3 separate regions of the Mus musculus genome follow, and all the other regions are linked to region 1. The links are chromatin contacts, called in public Hi-C and HiChIP or PLAC-seq maps. All regions are on one chromosome and are shown on one strand. Each heading gives the region's core, a stretch centred on a gene start, on an enhancer-like site or on the middle of the called end of the contact. The rest is flanking DNA. Distances are from core to core; before and after follow the strand shown. Region 1 has its middle 100 kb from the start of Gm41333. Region 2 has its middle 300 kb from the start of Pvt1. Region 3 has its middle 30 kb from the start of Gm41333.

What was found. HiChIP or PLAC-seq counts read pairs in DNA pulled down with a chosen protein or histone mark. Hi-C and Micro-C count contacts between places; a contact is called where the count stands out from the background.
Region 2: a Hi-C map of adipose-derived mesenchymal stem cells shows a contact between it and region 1, with 7 times the contacts expected there. The contact joins two enhancer-like sites. A contact is called at or near these places in 2 of 15 datasets of contacts at CTCF or cohesin (both in the NIH/3T3 cell line), 10 of 484 Hi-C or Micro-C datasets (the C2C12 cell line, the N1E-115 cell line, Sertoli cells and 5 more) and 2 of 115 datasets of contacts at active chromatin or transcription factors (the NIH/3T3 cell line and embryonic fibroblasts).
Region 3: a CTCF HiChIP or PLAC-seq map of the NIH/3T3 cell line shows a contact between it and region 1, with 8 read pairs. The contact joins two enhancer-like sites. A contact is called at or near these places in 1 of 15 datasets of contacts at CTCF or cohesin (the NIH/3T3 cell line), 1 of 484 Hi-C or Micro-C datasets (uterus) and 1 of 115 datasets of contacts at active chromatin or transcription factors (CD8 T cells).

The regions. Positions count from the first base shown.
Region 1 is chr15:62,568,161-62,570,853 of GRCm38.p6, reverse strand. No RefSeq gene overlaps it. Among named protein-coding and RNA genes, the nearest start is that of Gm41333, 100 kb to the left of the region's middle. Within about 2 kb of position 1,328, at least 71 of the 459 cell types and tissues checked have an H3K27ac peak or open chromatin away from gene starts, as enhancers often do. A contact at or near this core is called in the C2C12 cell line, CD8 T cells, the NIH/3T3 cell line and 4 more, where this site is marked.
Region 2 is chr15:62,333,196-62,335,888 of GRCm38.p6, reverse strand. No RefSeq gene overlaps it. Among named protein-coding and RNA genes, the nearest start is that of Pvt1, 300 kb to the right of the region's middle. Within about 2 kb of position 1,353, at least 44 of the 459 cell types and tissues checked have an H3K27ac peak or open chromatin away from gene starts, as enhancers often do. A contact at or near this core is called in the C2C12 cell line, adipose-derived mesenchymal stem cells, embryonic fibroblasts and 2 more, where this site is marked.
Region 3 is chr15:62,697,404-62,700,096 of GRCm38.p6, reverse strand. No RefSeq gene overlaps it. Among named protein-coding and RNA genes, the nearest start is that of Gm41333, 30 kb to the right of the region's middle. Within about 2 kb of position 1,301, at least 72 of the 459 cell types and tissues checked have an H3K27ac peak or open chromatin away from gene starts, as enhancers often do. A contact at or near this core is called in CD8 T cells and the NIH/3T3 cell line, where this site is marked.

The DNA of each region.
Region 1 (2,693 bases), core at 79-2,578:
CTGTATCCCACTCCCCTAAATGGTCTGCCTGACTGGGCTTCAGTGAGAGAGAATATGCTTAGTTCCTCATGGGACTGGATGTCCCAGGGCAGGGAAGTACCCAAAGGTGGCTTCCCCTTCTCTAAGAAGAAGGGGGGGGGGGGGGTAAAGAGGAGAGAAATTTCTAAGAGCAGGACTGGGAGGAAACAGGGGACAGGCTAGGATTGGGATGTACAGTGAACAGATAAATTAATGGGAAAAAAACAGAACTGAAGCACTTCATTGTGGATCCAAAGGAAAGAAGGGTCAGTTGTAGTTAGAGGAGTGGGCCTGATGGGTGTTCCAAGAAGGTTCCTTATATAAGATGAGCATACAGAAGTTTGCCAGAGAAAATATAGCAGAGAGGACATTTCAGGCAGGGATAAACCTTGTGTGACAGGACTGAAAGATTCCAAGCAGCACAGAGTCCTGATGCTAATTACACTCAAAGAGGATGCATCGCAAAGAAAAGACAGGACTAGGGAAGCTCAGGACAGAAAATAATGAGTTGATTTGAACTCTTATTCGTTTATCAACATTGAGCTGTGTGGTTGGGACAGGAGCAAAACTGATTTGGGGGACAGGAAAAGCAATTGAAAAGTGTGTGTGGGGGAGCAGTTTAATAATTCAGTAAATATAGATTAGCTCATTTGCTGCAGATCCTCCACCAAGCTAAAGTGCAAAATAAGCCTGGTCCCACATGCTTAGATCCCCTTCCTCAAGGAGGGATGACTGAGAGTAAACAAGCATAGTAATAAACATAATTTAAATGAAGGGGTTTAGGGAGGAGGTGTTGCTGGCCTTTAAAACCATTCGGTGCAAGAGCTAAGCGTATCTGCAGTAAGTCAGAAGTGAGATACATTGTTTTCTCATAGATAATTGAGTGTCCAAAGAATCTAGTGATTCAGACAGTATCGGTCACAATTTACTGGGGCAGGCAGGAAGGAGAAGGGTAGAGAGCCAACACTTTTGCTTCATGTGAAATCACCCAGTGAAGAAGAGCGTCAGGATGAAAGGCAGAACGAACGGGAGATTCCCAAAAGATGTCTTTGCTCACTCGTCATGCCAGCTACTTGCCCTTTACCTGGAAGACTCGGGTTTCATCAAAGAGTGTTTTAGCCTTTCATCCCCTTCTCTCCCAGGCTAAACTGGTTTGTTGAACTTTATTGGCCTGAGCTGTGCAGCGGGGTGACATTACAGCAGGGATGGAAACTTGCTCTTCCTTGCATCAGAAAAGCACAGCACATCTTGGCAATGAGCTGTCTGTGTGGACGGTGACTCAGCTCCAGCATCTCTCAGTGATGCTTTAAAACAGGGGCAGGGTAGCTTTAACAAGGTCTCAAGCCAGTCACCCTTCAGCAAGCTACTGAGCACAAGGAAGCAGTTGAGCTGACAATGCTGGCTCTCTCCGAAGTGAAAGAGCACAGCCCATCCATGGAGTGAAAAAGCAGGACCTGCAGGTCCGGGCAACACTTGATATGCTGGTCAAGAGCAGTGTGAGCAGCATTTGTGCCTCTCACCTGGACAGTGGCCCTGAGAGCAGGCATGTGACTGGCTGACTCACTCTACCCCAGCACAAACCAACCAGGAGGCAATGCTTGTGAGCTGAGAAGACAGAGGGTTTGTGAACTGCAATGAGTTTTACCATTGCCTCCTGTGGAAACAAATGGGCTTGAGAGCCAACTGATTAACTCAATAGTTCAGTCCAGTTCCTCAGCAGCCACATAGACAGAACCTATCTGCATCTATGTTCAGAAAATCAAGGCAGGGGTAAGAAGATAGTCTTGCTTGTCAGAGGTCCTTTTCTATGAACCTAGTATGTGGCTGATGTCATCTGGTATATTGCTCGTGACTTACACGTGATTGTGACATCTCACCCATAAGGTGTTTGTATGAATCATGAAATAATAGGTGGAGAGCTCAGCACTACAGACCTGTTATTGTTATAATTGTTATTACTGTAAGTTTTATCTCCTATTACATAGGTCAAAGCCTGTAGGTAGGGAACGTTTGGCAGGGCTGTAACCTAGCTCTGTCCAGTCCCCCAGTTCTTGGCCTCAATCAAGTGAAAACACTGCTTTCTTGTCTCTCCCCTTTTCTCCAGAGGTTGGATGAAATCTCTGGAGAAATGAATACAAAAGGAAAAAAAAAACAATAATTTAGTCCAGTGATTCTTAAAATGTTAATGAATTAAAATAATGCATCCATAAGAAAATATTTTATAAATACTCAAGAAATATTTATATAGCCTTCATCTTACTTTTATGGGAACTTATTTTAAAAACAGACGTACCTTTTTTTTCCTGCTCAATTTGGAATATCCCAAATACATGCAGAACTCACTGCCATGCCAGTGCAGGTAACAAGCATCAATAACACACTAAGTTCTGTTGATGTATGCTAGGTTTCAGATACAACCGCCAGCCTCTTGCATGCACTGTCTCTTTAGCACTTAGAATAATTCCTTGTGACAGGAATTATTAATCCAGTTGTACAGAGATACAGGAGCTCAGCCACATCTGGTAATTTGGCCAAAATTACATAACTGAAAAGAAGAATAGAGCTAAGAAGCAAGCTCAGGGCTGAGTGAGACACATACCTCCTCGACCACTCGAGCTGGTTCCTGGATGGTTGCTCTTGAACTCTCTGCATTCAAATATGAAGCAAGCTAGTCT
Region 2 (2,693 bases), core at 104-2,603, 230 kb after region 1:
ATGAAAAGAGGGAAGAAAGGAGGGGGTGGAAAAAAAAGAGAAGAAGGGAGGGAGAAAGAGGAATACAAGAAGTTCAGAAAGTATTGACAGTCAGAGATCGAAGACTGGAAGGTGTCGGGGAAGAAAGCAGTGTGACACCTCAGAATGAACACTTGGGACAGTATTCTCAAGGGAGACTTAAACTGAGACCTGAGGGAGAACAGACTACTGAGAAGAAATCATAACCAAAAAGACAGCAGAAGTCCTTATGTGAGAGTGATCAAAAGATCTAAAGGGCGGAGTGGGAGAGAGAGGGAGGGAGGGAGAGAGAGAGAGGCAGGCACATGATCAGGGAGCAACTGAATAATACAAAAAATATCAAAATATGGGCAGCAAAAAGTGTGCTTTGTTGACTCAGTAGACTCAATTACCAGATGATGATTGAAAGAATGAATGAAAGCTAGGCCCTAAAGTGCTATGTGACTATGCACATCAAAGTTTGCAGGGGTCTTACCCGTATAGCAGAAAGACAAGCGAAATCCATTCCATTGGGGAAATACTTTCCATCAGGGAAAGGGTAGATAGGGCCAAGGCCACACTCTTAGCCTTCTCCTGGCTCTCAGCTTTAAAGGTAGGGCCCTGGTGAGAGCAGCAAACTCGGTATTGTGTGAGCATGTGGGAAAGTGTAAGTCGGCCTGGAAAGCCAAGAAGAATTTTAAGACATTTTACACCTATACCGATCTGAAAGAAATTAGAGCGGAATTGGTTCTCACAGGCTAGGAACGTCGTGGATATAGAAGATAAAAAAAGTTGGACTCTGTGGTAGGAGAATAGGAAAGTAAAGAAAATTATACTCAACAGAATTATCACGGATTAATCTTGTACAAACAAGAAAGGCAGGTGCTACAAAAATGACCCATAGAGGTCCATGAAACTTATGGCTAGTAGTTTTGACAGTGTATTTCTCCTACTGGCTAGCCCACTCCCACTCCCAAGACTGTCTTTCTCTCTTTCAACAAACTGTCTCTATCTTTGCCTATGTCACCATGTGCCCTTGATACAATTCTTTGTCCAGAGACTGAAGAACCTGGGGACTCCAGCAGGTGGCCCCTGAACTCAGATCCATGCCTGTAATAGCTTGAACTAGATCCTTAGGATCACAGAGGACTAAAAGGTCAATGGGAGCAGAAACAGTTTGAATGACAAGTGCCCAACAGTTTGAATCCAAGGACAACATTTTAGTGAGGCATCCAAGCTTCCCCGCCGTCTCTATTCTTTGTAATTCCTTTTCTGCACACTCATGAACACAACCTGATGGTCACCTACCCTGGATGCTGAAATACAGCTGAAATAAACCACAACCCTTCCTCCAAATACCATAGTCATTATGCATGAAACTAGGATTGCTGCCTGAAAGACCATGAACAACTTCCATAGAGCAGAGCCTCCTCGTGCACTGACAAATCATTTCACCATTTCATCTTGCTTGGAAATACAGTCCTTCCATGAATCAGGAGTCTGGAACTTCTGTGATGCTGCCAATCCTTACGCTAATTTTAGATCTGTGTTCTTCAACTGCTGCTGGGTAAGACTTAGTATCCAAGCCTTGGTGACATCTAGCAGGAAGCATTAATTTCTCAGATGTAATTCTGTGGACTAGCTGTGAAGGTTTTATTGTTTGCTGCAGGTGGTTTTACTGTTTCTCCTCTAGCTTGGGATGATTTGGCCAAACAGGACATGCTGTTATCACGGTGTTAGAAGTCCAGAGGGACACGTGGACACAGGTGATGTCATTTGAAATGCCAAGTCTACCTCTCTGTAACTCCTGCCTCTACACCCTGGCCAAAATAAGTCATGGGTCCAAGGAAAATGTTAAGGCAAGGTCCAAGGAGGAAGATTCACACTGCCTACCAAATGGCTTCAGTAAGAATGGATGCAATCCTGAAGAGGTCTGCAACCCTATAGGTGGAACAACGATATGAACTAACCAGTACCCCCAGAGCTCGTGTCTATGTCTCTAGCTGCATATGTAGCAGAAGATGGCCTAGCCAGCCATCACTGGAAAGAGAGGCCCCTTGGTATTGCAAACTTTATATGCCCTAGTACAGGGGAATGCCAGGGCCAAGAAGCAGGAGTGGGTGGCTAGGGGAGTAGGGTGGGGGGGAGGGTATAGGGTACTTTTGGGATAGCATTTGAAATTTGAAATGTATATAAAGAAAATATCTAATAAAAAAAAAGAATGGATACAATCCTTTAAGTAAGAATTGTAGCCAATTACTTCATACACTGTTAAAGTTCCAAATGCTTTATCCCTCTCTTTGTTTGTTTATTTTAACTAATGTCAAATCCCAAGTGATAGAGGCCAAGGACATATTCCTACAAACCTTCTTCACTTTTAAAGTTAAACTTCTGAAACCTTTAAAACTGACCTTTATTTTTTATTTTTACATTAGGTAGTTGTCATTTCCTAGAGATAAAAACAAGCAGACATTGGATCTAAAGGAAAATATGGAGGATTTATCCTTTTTGTTCATTTTCTGAAAGAGCCACTATCCAGCTGTGCACCAAGAGAGGTGTATCCCGCCCTCAACGTCACAATTAGCTATGAAGATCACTCAAGCTTTCCAGACCCACCAAAAATGAAAGGATCATGGGAGCCTGGGTCCTAGAGTAGAAAGATAAGGACATTTGTGCCTGGCCCTCTGCTATATGGA
Region 3 (2,693 bases), core at 52-2,551, 130 kb before region 1:
TATTGGAATTTGGAACAACTAGAAAACCAGTGATGCTGAATTATCTCAACCCTACCACCAAAGAAACATCGCAGGAAACGTGCACAAAACAAAACAGCTTCCTTTTAGGCTCACATCTCCTCCTGGCAGTGGGTACATCAAACGCTAGCGAGCCCTTTGTCCTGGTGCCCCCACTAGATTTTTCTCTTCAATCGATTTGACTTTGGGAGAAACAAAGGTCTTTAAGTATAAAAGTGAGTGACAGAGAATAGGACACATCACTATCCCTCTTGTTACAGCATGGAGGTTTAGTATTATAAGCTCATAAGGATTTTAGAAGTACTCTTTACACACCTTTTGCTTGATAGCTCTGGAAACTGAAACCAGATCAAACAGAAATTTAATTTCTTATTTTTTTCTGCCCATTTCTCTACACATTGACACAAACATACACATTACACATGCACATAAACACCCAGTGTCCCCCTAGCCCCCCCTCTCTCCCTCCCTCCCTCCCTCCTTCTCTGTTTCTTTCTTTCTCCCACTGAATCTTTAAATTCAACCAAGTAAGTAAACCACAAGTATCAAGAATGCAAACATCTTATGAGAGATGCAATGATCTTCATGTTAAAATCTGATGGGCTGTCACATTAAAATATAGCAAAGTGAATAGAAAAGAGGACCAGGAGTCCACCTGATGTAGCTCTAAGGATGTTTTCATGCCCATCCACTGAGTGAACCTATATAACTTAGTTAATGCCTTTGGGTCCCATTTTCATCTCCTAAAGGAAGAGTTTTAATTGTGCCTCACAGTATTGCTGATGGGTTCACACCAGATTCTAGGTGTGAAAGTGCTTGCGCTCCATCTACATGTAAGAAAACACACAACAGAAGTGTCTTTGGGCACACAAGGTGAGGCTCAGAAACCCCCAAAAGATGAAGTGTTGCTAAGTGCTCCAGTGAACTAAAGCTAAGTAAACAGTCAGAAACCATCAAACCTTCAACAACAAACCGATATTTGGGCTAACCACACCCAACTCCTACAGCAGCTTGCAAGGTACATACAAGGAAAAATACCATAACTTTGTGGATTTCTGGGTGGGAGAAACATATCTAGGAACACAAAATGACAAGCTACTAGGCTTCAGGAAGTAGCAGGTGTCCCCAGGGAACATCAAATATGAGTCAACACACCTCTTCTGGTTCCTAAGTTTAACTGCAGGCCTTTGGAAATAGAGAGGCCATTCCTAAGGCTTATGAGGAACCACAAGACCTGCTTTCTCGTGTGTGCAGCCTGAGACTCTGAGCCATTGTCCCATGGGAGGCCACTGGCAGCCTCAGACAGAGCAAGCTGAGTTGGGATGAGCCATGATACTGAGTTCCAGTAAAACCCACAGAATGTTCTGAACTTATGACTAAGTCTGAGCAACATAAACAAGCTCCAAAAACCACCTCAAGAAGGGTGGCTTTGGTGGTGTGGCCTGGTAATCTCTTTTCTCAAAGGAAGGAAGGAAGGAAAGAAGAAGAAAAGGAGAGAGAGACAAGAGTCAGAGAGACCTAGAGAGATAGAGATAGGGGCACAGAGAGGCACACAGAGACAGAGAAGAAAAGGTCTTGTTTAAAAGAACCAAGATATTCTACTTTACAGTTTTCATTTTTTGATAGTGACGTATCTAGCCCCCCCACTTTTTTGATGCTAATCTCTCTGTTTTGAGCTCTCACAGGAAAGTAGTTAGCTGTGAGTGCTGGAGCCCAGGGCATCCTCAGGACCACCATGGGGCCTGGGTGGGGTTGAACAGATGGTGTGCTTGCCTGCTACTCCCTTGAGTCAGCCAGAACAGCTTCCTCTTTTATTGATTTTATTTTATTGGCCTTCCTCACACTTTATTGGAGAAATACGTGTATAACAAGCTCCTGCTGTTTTTCAAAGGAAGAAAGTATAAAAGCAGAATAAATAATGATATTAGCTCTGAAGTAGCAAGAACTAGTGGGTACTTGTTGAATGTGTGCCAGGTACTGCTTTCAATTTAAAATCCTCACATGACCCCAGAAGTGAATGCTCTCATCAGTACCCTCCTAGAGAAGGGCAGAATAAGATACAGAGAATTTGAATGACTCTACTTATGTGAGTAAGCCAATCATTAGCTCAGAATATAGTTCCTACCAGCAGGATTGATGTCTGCCCATGTGTTCTTATCTGATACAGTTTATTGACTCCTTCACCAAGGCTTGACTTGTGTTTCTATTCTCAAAGTAGACCCAAGGCTGTTGCCTGACTTCCCCTTTCTATCCATGGTCTGCACAATGTTCGGCCTACATTCAGATACTGTTCCTTCAGTAGAGTTTCCCCTGGATACTTCATTGAGAAGGAGGCTTCTTCTGGTCAGTCTGCCTCTCCTTTACTTTGCTCCATTTTTATTCTTAGCATTAAAAAAAAAAACTGATCTGCAAAATCTATGGGCTCTGTGTGGTCTTTGGTCTATGGACCTTCTTAGCTCCTGAGATCAGTGACTTTCTCAGTTCCCCAGATCACTGTCCATCCCTAACAACTGAATTACAACAAAGGCTTGAGGAAATAAACATGTAAGAGAGTATAACAGTTGTCAAGGAAAGAATAAAGAAAGATATGTGGCAAGGAAGATCACTTGGTACTGACTGGAAAACCCAGAATGAGAGGTCTAATAACTTAAGACTAGAATCATGTGATGTGGAAT